7 separate regions of the Mus musculus genome follow, and regions 1, 2, 3, 5, 6 and 7 are each linked to region 4. The links are chromatin contacts, called in public Hi-C, Micro-C and promoter capture Hi-C maps. All regions are on one chromosome and are shown on one strand. The core of a region is the stretch at or near the end of the contact, and the rest is flanking DNA. Distances in the headings are between cores, read along the strand shown. Region 1 overlaps Btbd7 (BTB (POZ) domain containing 7). Region 2 holds the start of Atxn3 (ataxin 3). Region 3 has its middle 54 kb from the start of Cpsf2. Region 4 holds the start of Golga5 (golgi autoantigen, golgin subfamily a, 5). Region 5 holds the start of Cox8c (cytochrome c oxidase subunit 8C). Region 6 overlaps Slc24a4 (solute carrier family 24 (sodium/potassium/calcium exchanger), member 4). Region 7 holds the start of Unc79 (unc-79 homolog).

Evidence for each region. Promoter capture Hi-C pulls out the DNA fragments that hold promoters and counts their contacts. Hi-C and Micro-C count contacts between places; a contact is called where the count stands out from the background. Capture Hi-C pulls out chosen DNA fragments and counts their contacts.
Region 1: a promoter capture Hi-C map of stem cell-derived epiblast-like cells shows a contact between it and region 4, with 2.8 times the contacts expected there. The contact joins the enhancer-like site here to the promoter of Golga5 in region 4. A contact is called at or near these places in 6 of 39 promoter capture datasets (the HPC-7 cell line, embryonic stem cells, hematopoietic stem and progenitor cells and 2 more), 1 of 15 datasets of contacts at CTCF or cohesin (the NIH/3T3 cell line), 4 of 484 Hi-C or Micro-C datasets (CD8 T cells, cortical neurons, liver and 1 more), 1 of 115 datasets of contacts at active chromatin or transcription factors (extraembryonic endoderm stem cells) and 2 of 9 other capture datasets (adipose tissue and embryonic stem cells).
Region 2: a promoter capture Hi-C map of adipose tissue shows a contact between it and region 4. The contact joins the promoter of Atxn3 here to the promoter of Golga5 in region 4. A contact is called at or near these places in 16 of 39 promoter capture datasets (3T3-L1-derived adipocytes, the C10 cell line, the HPC-7 cell line and 13 more), 3 of 484 Hi-C or Micro-C datasets (B cells, muscle stem cells and pre-B cells), 13 of 115 datasets of contacts at active chromatin or transcription factors (the SCID.adh cell line, bone marrow-derived macrophages, cardiomyocytes and 8 more) and 3 of 9 other capture datasets (adipose tissue, liver and macrophages).
Region 3: a Hi-C map of rod photoreceptor shows a contact between it and region 4, with 4 times the contacts expected there. The contact joins the enhancer-like site here to the promoter of Golga5 in region 4. A contact is called at or near these places in 2 of 39 promoter capture datasets (the 3T3-L1 cell line and the C10 cell line), 1 of 15 datasets of contacts at CTCF or cohesin (pro-B cells), 2 of 484 Hi-C or Micro-C datasets (embryonic stem cells and rod photoreceptor) and 4 of 115 datasets of contacts at active chromatin or transcription factors (extraembryonic endoderm stem cells, large pre-B cells, pro-B cells and 1 more).
Region 5: a promoter capture Hi-C map of stem cell-derived epiblast-like cells shows a contact between it and region 4, with 4 times the contacts expected there. The contact joins the promoter of Cox8c here to the promoter of Golga5 in region 4. A contact is called at or near these places in 6 of 39 promoter capture datasets (cranial neural crest, embryonic stem cells, liver and 2 more).
Region 6: a Hi-C map of bone marrow-derived macrophages shows a contact between it and region 4, with 5 times the contacts expected there. The contact joins the enhancer-like site here to the promoter of Golga5 in region 4. A contact is called at or near these places in 6 of 39 promoter capture datasets (the C10 cell line, the HPC-7 cell line, hippocampal neurons and 3 more), 2 of 15 datasets of contacts at CTCF or cohesin (large pre-B cells and pro-B cells), 16 of 484 Hi-C or Micro-C datasets (B cells, the C10 cell line, the HL-1 cell line and 10 more), 5 of 115 datasets of contacts at active chromatin or transcription factors (bone marrow-derived macrophages, embryonic stem cells, large pre-B cells and 1 more) and 2 of 9 other capture datasets (adipose tissue and macrophages).
Region 7: a contact with region 4 is called in a Micro-C map of embryonic stem cells, with 4 times the contacts expected there. The contact joins the promoter of Unc79 here to the promoter of Golga5 in region 4. A contact is called at or near these places in 2 of 39 promoter capture datasets (hippocampal neurons and stem cell-derived epiblast-like cells) and 2 of 484 Hi-C or Micro-C datasets (both in embryonic stem cells).

Annotation. Positions count from the first base shown.
Region 1 is chr12:102,778,374-102,781,073 of GRCm38.p6, reverse strand. Btbd7 (BTB (POZ) domain containing 7) reads left to right here. Exons shown (of 11, transcript NM_001377026.1): 11 at 1-277. Among named protein-coding and RNA genes, the nearest start is that of Ubr7, 22 kb to the right of the region's middle. Within about 2 kb of position 1,428, at least 11 of the 459 cell types and tissues checked have an H3K27ac peak or open chromatin away from gene starts, as enhancers often do. A contact at or near this core is called in stem cell-derived epiblast-like cells, where this site is marked.
Region 2 is chr12:101,956,915-101,959,614 of GRCm38.p6, reverse strand. Atxn3 (ataxin 3) reads left to right here and starts at 1,372. Exons shown (of 11, transcript NM_029705.3): 1 at 1,372-1,481. The coding sequence starts at 1,458.
Region 3 is chr12:102,028,954-102,031,653 of GRCm38.p6, reverse strand. No RefSeq gene overlaps it. Among named protein-coding and RNA genes, the nearest start is that of Cpsf2, 54 kb to the right of the region's middle. Within about 2 kb of position 1,388, at least 6 of the 459 cell types and tissues checked have an H3K27ac peak or open chromatin away from gene starts, as enhancers often do. A contact at or near this core is called in extraembryonic endoderm stem cells and rod photoreceptor, where this site is marked.
Region 4 is chr12:102,467,821-102,470,520 of GRCm38.p6, reverse strand. Golga5 (golgi autoantigen, golgin subfamily a, 5) reads right to left here and starts at 1,387. Exons shown (of 13, transcript NM_001199004.1): 1 at 1,158-1,387. It overlaps Gm30198 (a long non-coding RNA gene), which reads right to left. Exons shown (of 3, transcript XR_381856.1): 3 at 2,645-2,700.
Region 5 is chr12:102,897,977-102,900,709 of GRCm38.p6, reverse strand. Cox8c (cytochrome c oxidase subunit 8C) reads right to left here and starts at 1,404. Exons shown (of 2, transcript NM_001039049.1): 1 at 1,219-1,404; 2 at 176-465. The coding sequence starts at 1,344. The coding sequence ends at 373.
Region 6 is chr12:102,157,474-102,160,173 of GRCm38.p6, reverse strand. The region is part of intron 2 of Slc24a4 (solute carrier family 24 (sodium/potassium/calcium exchanger), member 4); the gene reads right to left. Among named protein-coding and RNA genes, the nearest start is that of Slc24a4, 30 kb to the right of the region's middle. Within about 2 kb of position 1,408, at least 6 of the 459 cell types and tissues checked have an H3K27ac peak or open chromatin away from gene starts, as enhancers often do. A contact at or near this core is called in bone marrow-derived macrophages, where this site is marked.
Region 7 is chr12:102,947,411-102,950,110 of GRCm38.p6, reverse strand. It overlaps Unc79 (unc-79 homolog), which reads right to left and starts at 1,252. Exons shown (of 49, transcript NM_001081017.2): 1 at 536-1,252. The coding sequence starts at 557.

The sequences.
Region 1 (2,700 bases), core at 179-2,678, 310 kb before region 4:
GTTTTTACAACCTGCATAACCAGTACTTTGTAAAACTTGTTTACGCTTCAATTGTACATAGTGTTTTTTAAAGAAATATATAGTATTTTTATTTAGGTACCTCCAAACTTGAACTCGTCTGTGTGAAGCATTGTAAACGACACGTTTCTCTTTTGAGTACCATCACAGTTGTACAGAGGTTTTCACTGGTTCTATTTTTCTACTGTTACTGATAAGCATGTAACACTGACTTTATCCTACATAGAGTTGGCATTTCAAATAAACAGCTTGTATAGAACCGCTGAGTTGGACATAGTCTGTTCTAGCTTACAGCATTTGGTCTCCATCTACAGGTGTGGTTGTACCCCTTAAGAATAGGGTCTGGAGTTTTTCTAGATTCTCTGTCTCATGTTTTTAGTTATCCAGAAACATTTTGATGATGGTGGTGATGTTTCCTTGAAAACTATCCATTCTGGTCCAAGTTTACATTTATTTCACCCAGGACATTTTTGAGAGATTTCATTGTATAAATTGAAGCAGTGGTCTCCATAGGAAGTTCAGCCATTTACCAGGCACCTGGAGTGCCTTGTGGTCAGTCGGACCAAAGATGTATCCAGGTATTCAGACCTCCAAGCATGGAAGACCTCAGACTAAAGACAGTTCTACTTCAACATTTTAACTTCCCTTCCCGGAAGAAAAGATACTGTTAAAAGGGGTGCTTGGGTGGAAAGACTTGGCAGGATGAAGAGAGAAGAGGCCTTAGCTGGAAGCTCAGGAGGGCTGTGGAAGTAATGAATGAGGGCTCTGGGACAAACTAGTGGACCCAGCTTTGGACAGGCAGATACTGAGATTGGCCCTTATGCCAATCTCAAACATCAAAATCGCTACAAAAGCTTTGGCCTGAACTGGAGGGTGATGCTGGTGTTAGCCAGCTTTCCCATCAGTGGGAAATGAAGAGGCTCAGGAGTGATGTAAAGAGAGCCAAGCAAAGATGGATTCAGGCTGCAAAGGGCGCAGTATTTCATAACTTGCTTAACTTTTGGTTGTAGCTTAACTAAAAAAAACGGGTCGCACAAGGGCACCCACCCGGGAGCTAGCTGGATTTGTGAATGGAACACACACACAAGCCAGTTAATTTTAAAATGCCTTGGCTAGCTCAAAGGCTGGGCATTCCCTGCAGCTAGCACACATTTCCCTCCTATAATCCTGGTTTAACGCCCTCCAGTTCTATATTTTATCTTTGTTGCCCTGGCTCCTTGTGGGCAGCTCCCTGGTCTTTGCTCCCCAATACGCTTCTGGGCAGCCCTTTGAGTGACCGCATTCCTTCTCACATTTCTGATAAGTTTCTTTCTGCAGCTCTAAATCTGATCCACCTCCCCAGTTCCTAGCCCAAGAAAATCTAAAAGTCCCACCCCATCCCCTCTGCCCAGCCATTGGCTGTAAGGCAATTCTTTATTACCAATCAAAGCCAGCTGGGGGCAGGCTTCCTTTAGCCTATGTGTGGGACACTGCAAACAGGTTTGTTAGGTAACACAATTAGCAAGAGAACACCAGCTATTGCAGTTGGTAGGCAAGACAAGGAGGGTCTGAACCAGAGGGAAATGAGCTGAATATTAGTCGTATTAGTTTGGCCAGGAGTTCTAAGGAGTACCTACCTGACAAGTGTATTTAGGTAGAAAGTCAGGGAGAGTGGTCTATATATACTTCATGACTGAGGGGAATTTTGGAAGATGGAAGACACAGGTGAAGACCCAGAGGACCCTACCTTCCTAGGTCTTTCAGAGGGGACTCATTGACCCAGGCCTCCCACAACAGGAAGGAAAACTGCAGTGTGGCACTGCCAGCCAAGGCAGCTAAAGGGACAGCTTCGTGATAAAATTACCACACACACTTAATATGGAGTAGAGAAAATGACAGATAAAATAAAGTGTATGTGACAATTCTCAAGAGTGCTTACAGGGCCTGCCCCTGAGAAGGCTAATGGAGTCGGGGGACTTGGAATTGTAGTCTGTCTCTTGTTCTCTGCCTCTCTTGCTTAAAAATCTTTCTTGGTAGCCCTGGCTGGCCTAAAACTGTGTAGACCACACTGGCCTCAAACTCAAGAGCTGCCTGCTTCTGCCTTCTGAGCGCTGAGGTGTGTGTCTCTATCCCTGCTTGCTACTTTTTTATTGTGCCATTTTCTTTTTTTAATGGGGCTTGGAGTTGGGCCTCGGGTATCGTAGGCACGTGCTCCACTACCAAGGGAAAGCCATCAGCCCCTGCTCACGTGTTTATTTGGAGTGAGCACACATGCCACATAGAGCTTGTGGGGGTTGAGGACAACTTAGAGGAGTCAGTTCTCTCCTTCCACCTGGGACCCAAACTCGGGGTGTCAGACTCCACCCACTCACCAGCCATGGCTGAATTCTCACATGACCTATATTAACTCTTCAAATTAAAGGAAAAAGACTAAATATTACTTCCTCACTTCTCAAAACCTTTTCACCTTTTTTTGTTCCAAGCATCACGTGATGCCCGGAAGACAGCATTCCACATCACTCCTCCCCAACTTCTGTGCTGATTCTTTCTGCCTCTCCTTCCATTTGCCTAATCCTTGAAAGGGGCGCTGTAGATGTCTTCATTTAGGGCTGACCAGTCAAGGGTCACAAGTTCTCAGCAATCTGAGCAGTTATAGGTCTCTTAAGTAACCGACTGCAGCACTCGTGTCTGACCAGAAACCTA
Region 2 (2,700 bases), core at 123-2,622, 510 kb after region 4:
AAGCCCACACCCACCGTGACACACCTACTCCAGCCAGGTCATACCTATTCCAACAAGGCCACACTTCCAAATGGTGCCACTCCCTGGTCCAAGAATATACAAACCATCATAAGTACCTTTAGTTGCAGAGATATTTAAGCTCAGTATTTTCTAAATTAAAAGCCTTTTCTTCTCTTCCCAAGACCCTACTCATTCTGTAAAGTATTTCTGGTTGGAGTATCACTTCTGCTTTACATGGTACCTAGAGCAGAAACCCACAAGTCTTTCCTAACAATACCCCCATCCCACCCCAGTCCCTCATCAAAGTCTTCTGTTTCCTAAAGCTTCAAAGTGGTCTCTCTCCATTCTCAAATCACTACTGGAGTCCTGACCACCAGAGTCTCTTCATTTCTCCCCAAATGCCTTTCAAGTATTGTTCCCCAGTGATCCTCTAAAATCCTAATTTGACCCCATGTCTCTAGTTTTAAAAATCTTTAACCGCCTGTAGCTTTTTTTTTTTTTTTTTTTTTCCCGGTAGGGAGGTGGTGGACAGGGTCCTCCTATGTAACCCTGGCTACAGGCTGGCATAGAGCAGCTGTCCTCCAACACAACATATGCCTTCCTTACCTTCAGGTACAATGAGCCTTTAGGAGACTGGGCCTTTGCTACATTGAAGAACCTAAAATGGTTCCACCATACAAGATACAACGCCCAATACAACGCTTAATCTTTGTCAATCCCCCCCTCCCCACCCCCATCCCCTGCGCGAGCCACTCAATATTTTGCTGGATTTTTCACTTCCTCACCAACGCTTCCTCCTTCAGAGATGGCGTATTTACCCCAGGACCTGATATTCATTCCAACAGCCAACTATGTTGGACAGTGTGCTGTGCTAATTTCTTCGTACCTACATTTCTTTATTTGTATAATATTACAAAAGACACACACACATCAAAAAATGCCGTATTAAATTGCGCTTACAACTGGACTATTCTAAGTCAGTCCTAACTAAACATTAGCTATAGTTTTTACACAAATATTAGGTATGTGGAGAATGCCTCTTCTGGAATGAAGTCTTCAGTGGGAGAGGAGTTGCTCACATAAAGATGAGGAGAAAGGACCAAAGAAGGTGGAGATGGAAAAAAAAAAAAAAAAGAAAAAAAAGAACCTAAAACTTGGCTGCGAGGATTCTCTTCTAGAACCCTAGAATCACAAGATTGTCCCGCGTAGAGAAGTTCCTCCGCACAGCAGGCGGCGCCGCAGCATCACGCTTGCCGCGGGGAGGACCAACGCCGCCCAGGTCACGTGTCCCGTGCTCCCGGGTTCGCGTGCCTCGTGACGTGCGCCCGCAGTAGTGATTGGTTGGCGAGAGGCACGTGGCTAGGGCGGGGCGGACCGGGGCTGAGGGGTGGGGCCGGGGGCGGAGCTGCTGGAGGGGGCTGCTCCGCGCCGGGGCCGTTGGCTCCAGACAAATAAACATGGAGTCCATCTTCCACGAGAAAGTGAGTGTGGGCGTTCGGTGGGGAGCCGTCCTCGGCTCGGCGGCGGGCGTGGGGAGCAGCGACGCCGCTTCAGGAACTCAGGCGGGGCCCGAGCGCCCCCATCCCGACCTGGCTGGGTGAGGGGTGCTTCCTGCCTTCTCCCCATGGCTCCGCTCGTGAAGCCTCCCGCATGCGTTCCCGGCACCCTCGCCCTAGAAGACCGGGCGGGTAGCCTGGGCATTTCGGGGGGCTTCACCCGGAGGATTAGCGCGGGCGTTCCTTGTCCACTTGCCACACCTTTTCGGGTTTCTTCTCTCTTCTCTCTTAGGGTCTAGTCTAGCGAGTCGCCTTTTCAGCACCTGGCGGACCCTTCCCAACTCCACCCACGCCCCCTAACCTGTCCTCTGGCAGATCCAACTTTCTCTCTCAACTCAGTTCTATAATGGAATGCTCCATGCATTTAGATCTTGATTATCCATCCCACGTCTTTCTGCAGTTGTGACCGTGGCTTTCCCATTAAAGGGCCTGACACTTCGGAAGTAAAGTAGGAAACCCCGGAGGGAAGTCGTCATAAGAGTTTTTATTACGGGGATGTTTGGGTTGTTCTCCCATTTTTCCGGACCAGGAGGCCAGCTTTGTTTTTAGGTATTATGGATAGATTAGAATCGTTCTACTGTGTGATTTGGCTTAGTCTCTTCCTCACCTTAATTCCTAAGTGACTACGCTTAAAAGTATTGCTGTGACATCTTGAGAAACTGGTCTATGTTCGCATACAATTATCAAGTCATTTGGGTGTTTCTCGGACAACCATGTTTCATAATCATTTTAGGTTTGGAGAGGGTTGCTAGTTGAGACTATTATTTCGTTGGGAGCAAAGGCCTTTGTTTTTATCACTTGTAAAGGAGCATTGACTCATAGTGTTTAAAATCCACGCACAACAAAAAGACAAAAATGATGTGAATCTAAGGACGTTGTTAAATGAAGTGCTCTTAAGAAGACATTTTGAGTGTTTTGGAACTGGAACAAGTTAGTTTGTGACAGGATTTCTTGTAGCCCAAGTTGGCTCCAGACTCCCATCGTCCTGTCTCTGCCTCCTGAGAGCTGGCTGGGATGATGGCCACGTGCTATGACTGAGTGAGCTCCCCCTCCCGGCCCCCTCCCCACATTCATTTGTAATTAATTTTCCAAAGGTTTTGGAATAAGACCCATTTTAAACATGTTATATTTTGAACACTGTATA
Region 3 (2,700 bases), core at 139-2,638, 440 kb after region 4:
CCACCAAGGCAAGCAAGCTACAAGGGCAAGTGGGGCACTGAGACAAGTCTCCATGCAAAGTAAGGAGAGACACACCCGCCTCTCAGTGAGAGAATTTACAAAGAATGCATACCCACCTTTAACATATGATTTCAAACAAATCTGTATTGAGCACCTACAGAATACCAGATACCATTGTAAGGGCTGGAGATGCTGATTGTACAGATCTCCTTTGTTTCTGTCTTGAGGCATGAACCTGGCAGTTCAGTACAGGGAGTGCTTGCCAATGAGCTATTTCTCAGACATCTTTCTACTTTTTATTGTGAGGCAAAGGCTCACTAAGTTACCCAGGTTGGCCTTGAAGTCACTCTTCTAGTAAAAGCAGACCTTGAATTTGGGATCCACCAAATTCAGCACTTCAATCACAGCTGAGGTCACAGGCTCAGGCCACCAGGCCTGGCTCAACAGTCCTATGCTCATAGAACCTACATTTCATTGTCTGTCTCCAGACAATAGGCACAGCATCAAACAATAAAGCTAAAAACATATGATTAATGTCAATTGCATATTAATTAGTAATGCCCCTGTCTCCAGTTTTGGAATCTGATGCTACTTGGCTTTGAGTAGCTCACCCTTTTCTGCCCAGCACTTCACGTGTTGTTATTCCAGGTGGCATTTGGAGTGTGTGGGGTCATGTCATTTCTATCTTAGTCCCTTCTGAAGGGCATAAGGGGTGCATGCACTCAACAGGGACTATACGGTGGGGTGCAGTGGAGGTACTTTGGAGCACGAGGGCTGTGAGCCTGATAATACGTCTTTACATCATTGTTCTATCTACAGCTGTGTGACCTGGGTGAATGACCTCATTTCCCCAAGCCTCCGTTTCCCCATCTAGAAACTGAGGAGCTAGAGCTAAACTAGAAACTGCTCAGCGTTCTTAAGAGGCCTAACGTTTGTGATAATCTTGGAGCAGCACTTGGTACACAGCAAGTTGCTAGCCTGGAGTCTATAGAATGAACCCAGATGGGAGGAAGGATCTGGGAGCCAAGTGGAAACCTGAAGTAGCCACCCACCCACATACTGGCCTGTGCTAGTGTGCATATACACGTGCACGTGCAGGAGTCGGGCAGAAGCCCACACCAACGTTTCTGTTCCCAAATATCCTTTGATGATGGAGATGAGCAGCCTGGTCCATGTGTCATTTCAAGGAAGACACACTGATATTCTCCCTCAGGGGCTGCAGCAAAGCCACTCCACCACAATCACACCCCCAGAAAGGCAGAAGGGCTCTGAGAGAGGCAGGAGTTCATTAATAATTCACCACACAGAGGGCTTCATCTTTTCCCCAGTGGAGCTTCATGGTGGAATGCCAGAATTCAAGTCCCTGGAGCTGTGTAGCCTGGGACAGTGACAGCCTCACTGAATCTCAGCTCCCAGCCCGCCATCCAGCTTGTGCTTGTGAAGTGATGTGGGTCTCTATCTCCCAGAGGTCATTAAGCCACTGGCTTACCTCCTGTGCCTTCTAGCCTTGGAAGTAGGCTAAAGCCGGCCTGGGAGATTATTTGCAGGGAATTAGCATGGGAGAGAGCAGGATTAGAGCAACCTTCCAGCTAGGGCTCAGCAGCTCCACCTGTGAGGAGTAGGTGCCACCTTCAGTTGAAGAATGATGCTGGCTGCTCTCCGTGTTTAGGGTGAGGGGTTTCTGGCAAAAGAATGGGTGACATTAAAGCAGCCACTCTGGAAGGTCCGAACTCAGCAAGGATGATAGCTTCCTTACCTCTACTCTTCCCCCACTGATATCCTCTAAGCTCCTCCCCCAAGATCACATGCAATTAGGGTAGAATTGCCCATGACAGGTTGGAAGGGGTGGCTAGATACTCAAGTGAGGGTTCTGGACCTTTCCCATCTACTTCTTCTATAAGGGAAGGTAAATAGCCAACAGGTTCAGCTGTGATGATGTTATGGAAGCTACCCAGCAGAACCGAAGATAGCAGCAGTTTGGTTCAGAGGTTCGTCCCGTACACCACCTTGGCTACTTTAAAGCAGTCACTGTTTGCCCGAGGCCTCCCCTCATTGTCCACAGAAATAAGGTCTGAGATTTGCACTCCTCCTTAGAGCCAACTCTTCTGATAGCTTTTTATTGAGTGTCGACTGAAGAGCGACAGTATTATTCAAGGCTTCAGAGGGCCAGGTGTGCCCTTTAATGCTCTCTGGCCACTGGAAACGTGAGGTTAGCAGTTCCTTCTGTTGCAATATCAGTATAAGAGTGAGCACATGTCCCCACAGCGGGATAAGGGCCCTGGCTGTTCACGGTGTTCTTCTTTATCCTGGTGAGGGAGGAGGAGTGAGTGGGGAACAGGCACAAACGAGCTGAAGCACGGGAGGCCACAAGGAGCCTTGAGCAGCTATTGCCTGCCTTTCTCTGTCTTCATAGGTCACCAGTGTTCTAGCTCCTAAGATTCAATGCTGAAGAATTTAAGAATTGAACATTGAAAACTTCAAAGTCAATCTAAGTCCTGTCAGTGCCCAGGAATGCATTGTTTTCCTATGTTTACAAAACCTTTAGGAATCTAAACCAAACTTGCTCTGCTCTTCACAGAGCCTTCTCTCTCTCTCTCTCTCTCTCTCTCTCTCTCTCTCTCATATGTATGTTTGCTGTCTGCATGTATGTGCCAGGGTACACATCTACACCCCCACCCCACCCCATATAGAAGACAATGT
Region 4 (2,700 bases), core at 138-2,637:
AAACTACAAAGTCAACAGTGTTGGTTGAATGTGGTCAGTGTCCCTTTGGCTTGGAACTATTAGATCTTGGGCTTTCTTCACTAAATTGGCATCAGAGTTGTCTTTCCTTCCCTTCTATGCTAGGTCTTTTTATTCTGTGTGCATGCCCTTCTTTTGCCTTACACTGCTTCAGGTTGTTGCAACTGTTGTTTTAAAACATGTCTCTCCCTGCTGGGGAAGGGGGAGTGGGTGGATACACACAATGCCTGGTTTGCTCAATGATAAATTCCAATTCTAGCCCACACACAGGCACTCCTAGAAACACTACTGAAGTAATTCATCCTTATATGTCAAGTGTTGTGCAAACACTATCACTAAAAATAATATAATATAAAAATAAAATAATAAAAATAATATAGTAACATAATGCTCAGCTACATTATATGGCAAACTGTAAAGTCCTTTAGAAACAAATAAAGATGGATATGGCTTAGAAAGATCCTGGAACTTCGATGGCACCTCAGACACTGGAATCTAGGTCAACCTAGAGGTAAACCCACCTTTTAACCTCTCCGCTCTAACCTCGTCGGAAGTTAACTGTTTCAACACACTCTTTAGGAAACCCATTTAAGTGTGTATTTCAATTTATGAGAAACCAAATGAAAAAGGAATGTAACATGCCTTCTGACTTATAAAACGTTACACAAGCTCGATGTAAAAATTAGTGATGAGCGAGAGAAAAGTAGCTCTCCTAATAAAAAAAAGCCTGAAGACAATTAATGTCTTGCCTCCCATCTGAAAGTTAACGGGGCTTTAAAACATATCTTTCACGTGGATCGTAGACACTAAACCTGAGCTCTTATCTCAGTGACAGACTCCAAGAGGGGACTTCCCGTGGTGCAAAGCCACCGGGAAGGTCAGATGTCACACAGAGGCGGGGGTCAGGGGTCAGGCCCGGCGGTGTGACCACGGGTCCCCGAGAGGCGAGAACACATCGTACTGGGTCCCCAGAGCAGAGTCGGGGTGGAGGGCGGGTCAGCCTCGGTATCCGGAGGCTACGGGGCTCTGGCATCCCCTTCCTTGTCCCTGAGCGAAGACGAGCACGACAGCGCTCGGGAAAGGCGGAGACCGGGTCCCGCAGGCCAAGCCGTCCCGCCCGCGGCCTGGTCGCGCCTCACCTGAGGACGCCGAGCGGCAGCACCGCGGCCTCGTCGCCCGCCCGGGCCGCCACAGCAGCCCGCTGCTCCCGGACCTGCCGGCTAGCTCTTCCGGGAGACGTGGAAGGGCGGCGAGGACCTCAAAACAGAGTGGCCAACGAGCTGCCTGAGTGGCCGGAAGCTGAGCGCCGCCGGCCGCCTAGCAGGTCACTCAGGCGGCGGCGCCGGCGGCCGCGGGGCCCTAGCGCCAGGCCACGCCCCCTTCCGTCTGCCGCCGAACCGGGTGCCGCGCCAGCGTGCGTGTGACGTAACGCCGCCGGCACGCGGCCTCCACAACATTGCGGAGCACGCCCACAACGGGGGGCAGGGTCCCGAGCACCACAGGGGCGGGCCCAAGCCAAACTGGGCGGGGCATGAGCCGGCCCAGGCCTCTGAGCTCCTCCTCCCTTTCAAAAGTTTTACACGTGAGGATTTCGAGGCAGAGACTGGAACTGTCTAATCCCTGGGCCTGTGGGATGGTTCAGTAAATAGAGTACATAGATAAATAGCCAGGACTAACGGCCTGAGTTCTGAGTTCTGAGTTCATTCACAAAGCACACACACACACACACACACACACACACACACACACAAATTAAAAATACAAGGGCTGTGGAACAACATTATGAACTAACAGTACCCCGGAGCTCTTGACTCTAGCTGCATATGTATCAAAAGATGGCCTAGTCGGCCATCACTGGAAAGAGAGGCCCATTGGACTTGCAAACTTTATATGCCCAGTACAAGGGAACGCCAGGGCCAAAAAGTGGGAGTGGGTGGGAGGGTATGGGGGACTTTTTGGGATAGCATTGGAAATGTAAATGAGAAAAATACCTAATTTTAAAAAAACTGGGAAAGGGGATAACATTTGAAATGTAAACAAAAAAAATATCCAATTAAAAAAAAAATACAAGGGCTGGAGAGGTGGCTCAGTGGTTAAGAGCACTGGCTGCTTGCTCTTCCAGAGGTCCTGAGGTCAATGGCTCACAACCAACTGTAATGGGATGGGATCTGGTGCCCTCTCCTGGTGTGCCTGAGGGCAGCTACAGTGTACTCATATAAATGAAATAAATCTTTAAAAGAAAAAAAGAATACAATTTAAAGGGATGGGGTGAAGAACTCGGGAAGGGGGGACCAGTAAGGGGGGCAACATTTGGAATGTAAATACATAAAATAGTATAAGAAAAAAAATAAAAGAATACAATTTTTTAAAAAGAACCTGCTTTCAAGTGACAGAGATGGATTTTGCCTAAACTAATGAATCAACAATAGTTCAGAGCCTTTTGTAAACCAAGAGAAACAGGGAGAAGTATCCCGAGGTAGGAAAATAAGTCAGTTTGTGAGGGTTCCTTGTAGAAAAGATAACTTGAACTGAGACTATTATTCAATAGTGCTATAGTTATATTTTGCATACAGCTCACAGACTTTTTGAAATGGGTTTTTAAAAAGAAAATCTGTGTTCAATAATTCACTGAAGGCTACATCTACTGGGTAAACAGGACCAGGCTAATTTCGCCAACTGAAA
Region 5 (2,733 bases), core at 155-2,654, 430 kb before region 4:
TTTTTATAAATTTTCTCACTGTAATTTTAATAAATTTTTGTCAGCTTTAATAATATTCAGAAGACAATTGCCGGGGTTGTGGCTCAGTGGTAGAGTGTCTCCCACGCACGAGCACTTGGGTTGGCTACCTAGCATTTCAAGCCAAAACAAAATAAGTAAAAAAGAAAGCAATACTAAGCACAAACAAGTGTTTCCATTTTATTTAACACTTAAGCAGATTATGTTCGTCGTCCATATGATGCACAGTCCAAAAACAAACCGAAGTGTAGAACATCACAGACAGTTATAGGACTAACTCGTCAGAGGAGGTTCAAACAGGCACTTTTTCCCATTTAAAGGAGCCATGCCGTGCTGCTCCTGGACATCCTGTATCTACTCTCCTTTGAAATACTTCAGACTGCTTAGCACATATGCAGCTGGGATGTAAAAGGTCGTAAAAAACACGACAATCCCAACAGCTGATTCCTGGAAAAGAAGAAAAGGAATATTAATGAGTATGGCCCACTGCCTAGTAAAACGGCTTATGGGCAGAGGCGTGGAGGTTGGCAGCAGAACACCGACTTTGTGGGCTTTTATGCACAAAACTCTGGGTGTTTCCCCTTCCTTATACACCCAGCTAAAGATCTTTCTCAGAGGTCGGAGAAATGGCTCATCTGCTAAAACTTTATACCACTCTTGCAGAGAACCTAAATTTGGTTGCCAGAATCCACATCAGGCAGGACATAGTCAACTCTAGCTCCAGATCCAACACCTCTGGCCTCTTCAGATACCTGCACTTTAGTGCACACATCCACAAAAGTATGCTGTGAAATTTGTCATATGACCAAAAAAAAAAAAAAAAGTCTTGGGTCCTGCAACGTGTTCCATTTGTATTCAACTGAATTTTCAAAAACTCATTTTTTTTCAATAGTTGCCGGTTTCTGACCTCTGGATTCTGGAAGCTCAACTATGTCTAGCGTCTCTCCACCAGTTTTTAGAGAAAATGCTATGTCTTGGCCACCAGGCAGGTAGATTACCCTGGAGTGAACCGAGGACCCTGTGCCTCCATAATGGAGAGCCAGGTCCTACTTGGGACTCTCATCCTCGCCCTGAACCGCCATCCAAAGTGACCCCACAACTGAAGCTGCCAACACACACAACCACACACACAACCACACACACACACCACACACTCCCCCCTCCACACCCATTTGGACCGTTAAGTGGGTTCTACCTCACCGTGGGCGACAGGATTTTTTTTTGTGGGCTTTCTGAGTGGCTGAGGCGGCCTGGGTGGCCAGGCTTCGAGAACAGGACTGCACGGTGGCGGAGGAGCGAAGAGCAGAGTAGCAGCAGGCGAGACATCGCAGGTCAGAAAAGGGCCACTGAGACAGAGCAAACCGGAGACCACCAGTGTCGGAGTCAAAGGCCGTTGGTAAAGTGTGCGCGAGGAAAGGGCGGGCAGCTGGTTTGAGCATGCGCACCATCCACTCAAGCCCTTTGCATGGAATTTGAGCTCTTACCCGACCCTGCTTCTCCGCTGTATGTGTTTTGGCCCTGCCACTCTCTACCTTCTTCCCACCTATGTCCTCACAAGTCCAGCTTCCTGCCCTCTCCCAAACTCTTTGCCAAACCTATTCAGTCCCAAAGCCACACTCAGGATTTTCTGATTTTCTTCTCCTAACACAAGGTGAGGGACCATTGGCTGCCAACATCTATAGCTATTGCTCAGTATTCCGTTGCTTTTAGTCAATAGCAGATATCATACCATTTTTACACTGCTCTAGAATATAAATTAAAATTTCCATAGATCGTGTTCCTGGTATTTTTTTTTTAACTTCCTTTTCTATTAGTTTTTGTGATCCTGACGCTTTAACTCCGGGCTCCATGCATACTACATCAGTAAATGAACTAAAACCATTATAGCTCATCCTTTCACAAACCAGAGCAAAGTAAATGTGCGTCTATTTTAGCCTTGCTTTACTTGCTGATAACTCTTCTTCCCTACCTGTAAACTAATTCTTAACAATGAAAACAAACGAACAGAGAAAAGCCATGCATGGTGGACCACATCTGTAATTCCAGCATTAGTTTGGAAGCAGGGGGTTGGGAGGTCAAGGCCCTGCATGCTAGGCTAAGGTTAGAGCAGGAGGCCAGCCTGAGCTGTGTGAGAAAGAAAGGAGGGGGTGAGAAGGGATGAGGGAGGGAAGGCAACAAAGGAACTAAAAGAGAAAAGAGAGACAAGACTAAGATCAGGTTTTTAACCTGAGGAGTGATAGTGCACGCCTTCAATCCCAAGGCAGAGGCAGGTAGATCAATGAGTTAGAGGCTAGCCTGATCTACAGAGCAAGTTCCAGGACACAGAGAAACCCTGTCTCAAAAAAAAAACATTAAAAAGAAAGAAAGAAAGAAAGAAAGAAAGAAAGAAAGAAAGAAAGAAAGAAGGAAGGAAGGAAGGAAGGGAGGGAGAGAGAGAGAGAGAGAGAGAGAGAGAGAGAGAGAAAGAAAGAAAGAAAGAAATTTTATAGGATGATGATGATGTTAAAAAGATTCACGGTACAGAGAATCTGGGCCCAGAAGAGAAGATGAGAAATCACCAACAACTAAATTTGTATTCATCAATAGAAAAATAGAATAGATTATTATAAGTTTTGAAATTTAATATCATAAATATTTCTTTTGCAAGCCTATTGTATAAATAACCTTTGAGATAATAAGTGCCTTGTTTGGGGAGTAGAAAGTGTATTGTGCTGC
Region 6 (2,700 bases), core at 159-2,658, 310 kb after region 4:
ACTGAACCTCTGAACCTGTAAGCCAGCCTCAATTAAATGTCCTTTATAAGATTTGCCTTGGTCATGGTGTCTGTTCACAGCAGTAAAACCCTTAATAAGACCCCTTACCTCTGCTTCAGCCTGACTCCTTCTTTGGAAGTTCATCTTTCTTAATAAATTCTCTTACTTTGCTTGCTACTGACAAACAAACACAAAAACATCCCACCCTGAATGATGGAGCTGATACTACAGTGGAGATGGGAAGGAAACATGAGACTCAGCCCCAGGACCAGCCATTGCCTGTCTCCGTTGGCCTAGCAACCTGCCGTACTGTAGTGATCAGCTCTCTTCAGGTGTTGACCTCCCAGAAAGGCTCTGGTAGAGTATGAGACCCTCAAGGACATCATGAGTGTGGAGAGTGCCCACTATATCTACTATAGGCTGGGGAGGAGCAAGAGGAGAGAGCCTGGACCCATAAGAACTAGACATGCCTGTGGCTTTCTCAACTTTGTCCTCTATCCACAGGGATAGGCCACTGCTGTGTCAAGTAGGCATGGTCCATGCTGCCAGGACTCCCGAGCATGGAGGATGCTCTAGGCACCGCACCCTTGCATTTCCATGTACTGACTGCTCACGGAAACTCCTTCTGAGCTTCACTCTCTATTTTGTCCTCCCCCAGGATGGTTCTGGCTTATTGTATTTGAGCACCATGCATCCAAAAATCCCAAATCTAAAGTGCTCCAAAGTCTGAAACATTTTTAACAACATGATGGAATTCCATACCCAATCTCATGTGATAGACCAAAGTGAAAATACACTGAATACAATACAATACAATACAATACAATACAATACAATACATTACAGTACAGTACAGAACAGTACAATACAAAACAAATACACTAAAATATTAAGTAAAATTACCCCCAGGCTACGAGTGTAAAGTATATAAAATATAAATAGATTTCTTGCTTAGACTTGGGTCCCATACCCAAGACATCTCATTATGCATATGCAGATATCCCAAACTGAAAAGCATCCAAAACTCTCCTGGTCCCAGAGATGCTCAGTCTGTGCTGAAACAACAGGCCAGTATCTGCGTGCATGGCAAATGTCCCCCACTCCTTCATCTTCAAGTGCAAATGCTAGGGTCTGAAGGCTGAGCTGCAGGCAAAGGGCCTCTGGGTAAGTCACCTAGTGTGCCATCCAGCTTCTTCTGTGAGAGCTGAACCCTCAGAGGCTGCTGCTGTCAGCACCTGTGTGCAGCCTCAGTTCCTGTTGCTGTGAATGACTGACACTGGGACCCTCAGAGGCTGCTGCTGTCAGCACATGTGTGCAGCCTCAGTTCCTGTTGCTGTGAATGACTGACACTGGGACCCTCAGAGGCTGCTGCTGTCAGCACATGTGTACAGCCTCATTTCCTGTTGCTGTGAATGACTGACACTGGGACCCTCAGAGGCTGCTGCTGTCAGCACATGTGTACAGCCTCAGTTCCTGTTGCTGTGAATGACTGACATTGGAACACTCTCCCCTCTTCCCATCTTTGCAGCTCATTCTTTGACTCTCTCTCTCTCTCCCTCAGTTGACTCTAGCTCCCTTCACCTGCTAGTCCCCAGCCACCCCCCTTCAGGCCTGCACAGAGTGGCTGTCCCCTCAACACCCCCCCCCCTTTTCATTCCCTCTTTGGTACAAATGCCACTTTCTCAGTGAGGCCTTCTCCGAGGAGCCTAGTGAGATGCCTACACAGTGGGTCTGCTCAGTCTACTCTCTTCTCCCATGAGGAAGTGTTCAGGGCTTGCTAGTCAACATGTAAAATCTCAGGGGAAACACACACACACACACACACACACACACACACACACACACACACTCACATACATACATATGGTGTGTCTCCAGTCAAGAGCTGCACCTCATCAGAGTCCCCAGATCCCACAGGCACAGGCTCACTCCCTTGTCGTGAGCTGGGAAGTCTACTTTCACACATTCTGTCCCTAGCTCGGGCAATATCTGTTTCCTTCCCTCAAGACTGTAAGCATCCTGGGGAGGCATTTGCCTGTTCTGAACACCACTGTGTCTCTAGATAGAATGTGTGTCTCTGATAACAAATGAACGAGTCAAAAGTAATCCAAGGTCAGGAATGTGGAAGCTAGCACAGGGTCTGTACACACCTCTCCAGGGGGCAGGCTGGCACCCTGAGGCTCCAGCCCCAGCCCCAGCCCCAGCCCCAGCGTTGAGTTTCCCATAGGTAAACCCCTATGACCAAGCTCATGAGAGGGCACAAAACTCAGGCAGTTTTCTTATTGGGTAGCTGTGGGGTAGCTCTAGGCCCAGCAGGTACAGGTAGGACAGTTAGCTGCTGTAGAGACCTGAACCCTCTCCTGGCTGCAATAGGCTGGTCACTGGGGAGTCTGTCTGTCAGTCTGACGAGTCTAACACCCTAACACCACCAAGCCCAAGCAAGGAGAGACTGACCAGATATCTCTGCAAAGAAAAGGGTCCGAACAACAAACAGCTGGTAGAGTGGGAGCCCACATGACTCAGCTAGGAAAAGATGTGAGCATCAGGGCCCAAAGCTCCACCATGACTGATTCACCTCCCACTAACAACACCATGGGTGCTGGACAACCAGGCTCTCTCTTCCAAGGAGGTAGGATGAGGTTGCCAACCAATGGGAACTTAATTCGGGATCACGTGACACCATCCGTTAAAACAACACAT
Region 7 (2,700 bases), core at 3-2,502, 480 kb before region 4:
ATGCAGAATTCAGCCTGCTCTCTGTTCCCTCCCCCCTCTCTCCCTTCTTGCCTCTTCCACCCGAAGTGGAAACTGCAGACTCAAACTCCCCGATGGCTCCAGCACCAGGAACTGGGCATGCTCAGAAGGCCAGGCAGGCTTTGGTTGCAACTGACAGTTCCCCGCCCCTGATTTGCCGCTGCCCCCCTTCCCCCACTCCAACAAGAGATACCGAAATGTTTATCTGAAAGATACGAGGCCTCTTTTTCCCGAGATTGACCCCATTTTAATTTCGTCTCGCGGGGTCTTCGGTCTGGAGAACCCCACTGCTAGCCCCAGTAGACTGCATTATTTTTCAGCACCGGGGACAGCGCCGCGCTGCCTCCGCCGTCCACCCTCCCCCACCTCCTTCCACCCCCCACCCGCCACCCGCCCCAACCTCAGCCCCCACCCCCGCACCAGCACAATGCCAAGGTCTCCCAGCAGCCGCAAACGCCGCAGCTGCGATAGCTCCCAGCCGGAGGCCGGGCCGAACGCCGGGCCGGCTGCTACTTACACTGCTCCGCTTTGGTGGACATGGTGCTGTCCAGATGGAAAGGCTTTGCCCCAAAATCTGTGTCGTGTGAGCTCCCTCGCTCCGCCAGCGATGTTGCGAGGAAAAGAGCGCATACCCCCCACCCCCCACCCCCTCGCTTTCCCCCTCCCTTAGGCCCGTGTCGCTACCATTCGGACAAAACGCACATCAAATTGCAGAATTCGGTCCCGGAAGGTTAGGAAATCGCCCCCGGAGAAATGGGTGGGATTTAATGGGCGGCCAAAGGCTTCCTGTCCGTCCCCTCCTGGAGCTGCCCGCGTGGATGTGGGCGGGGAGACCGAAAGGAGAGAGCGAGCTGCGGCTCCTGGTGAAATGGGAAAATGGGCTCGACCGGGGGAGGAGTATTTCCATTCATAAGGCGCACGGAGGGGCCGGGTGTTTCCCAGAGAAAAGCCTCTTAAAGTGCCGGAGTCCCCGACCATTTGGATCTCCCCATTGGCGTTCTCCAGGCCCGTAGATCCTGCGAGCGAAGCAGCCCCCGGCGCCTCGACGCGGTGACCGGAGAGGAGCACAGGTGCGTCCCACGCGCGTCTCAGCCTCCGGGAGGAAGGGCAGGGAGGCGGATCCGGGGCGGGCTGCACACAGCCGGGCCGGAGGGCGACGACAGTGCTCCAGAGGACTGCGAGGAAGGAAATGGAGAAGTAACCCTCTGCATGGCTTCCCGGCGTGCTGCGCTCCGTGCCCTCTGCCTCCCCTGGCGGATGGGCTCTCCTGCTGCTGAGCAGCGATGGGAGGTCCCAAAGCCAGGGGGCTGTGAGAAGACTTGAGGGGGTGTGGGTTGGAGCTAGGGAAAGGAGGAGATTTCCATAGATGGTAAAGGTGGAAGGTCCACAGAAAAGGAAGAGGAGAAACTGGAGACAGAAAGAACCCAGGTGTGCTCCTCGCAAGCAGTCCAGGCTGGGCGCCTGGGAGAAGCCCCTCTCTCTGCTGGGAAGCAGAAACCAATGGAAAAGGGGAGCGATCAAAAGGGCAACATGCATATTAATAGGAAGACTCCTGGAGAGTCCACCTCAAAGTAGAAAAGCACTAGAAGCCTGGGTTTAGGAGAACCAGATCCCAGACTCTGTTCCATTGCTTGCTATCCGTAAGCCTATGGTTCTTCATCATCTGTAAAATGGGAACAATAAAATCCGCCCTGCCGCCCGGAATCAATGGGCAGTGGAATAATACAACGGAAACAGAAAGACTAACTGCCAGTCATTAGAACCAGTCTTCACTCAAATCGTTCATTTGGAAAACTGGGCGGGGTGCGGGGGTGGGGGTGGGGGACAACAAGCATAGCAAACTGGTTTAGCAAAAGCAATAGGAACTGTAAGTTGATGAGCTATTTTTAATATGAAGAAAATCAATGTTCTTCCATCTCAGGAAGAATGATATGTAGGTTAAGGAAATACTAGTAAATTCCCTGAGAAAAGTACTAATTATCCAGATCTTTGACTATTAAAAACAAAACACTGGGAACAATTATCAAGGTATTCCAAGTGGCCTAGAAAACAGACGTCTAGGGAGCTGTCCGTGGTGCAAGTACTGTGGAGCTGTTTGACTGCGAACAAGGGGAAGGGATTTGGCGCCTGAGGATGCCCCTCCGACTGCATTCTTGGTAGGTAGCTTGAGGTACCTGCCCAGAGACCATCGCGCTCTACCACTGCTTACTCCCCAGACCACAGCCCCGTCTCAGGGAAAGACAAATGATTCTTTGAAGAACGACGGCGAACAGTTCATCTTGAGTAAATAAAATCAAAATACATGGAAGTGGTTCTGAACAAAATATGAATATAATGAACATTTCTGAGAAAATGACAAGCGTTTTGTGTGATTAGAGGAAAGCTCAAGGATTTATTCCAAAATTTCTGGGAAGCTGGAGGCATTAATAAAGAAAACAGTAATTGAAATTTGAAAGAAAAAAAAAGTAGCTTGGACAAACACAGAACAAAGGAAGAAATACGTCTTGGAAATAATTCCCCCACCCCCTGCCTGATGTTGCTGCTGTTTGTCACTGAACATCTATCTCTACATTGAGAACCAGCTGCTGCTGAGGTCGTGCCCACCCGGGGGAATCCCGATCTGGGTTTCAGACCTGCCTCTTGTGCTCTTACGACCTTTCACTTTCTTATGCTTTGATTTTT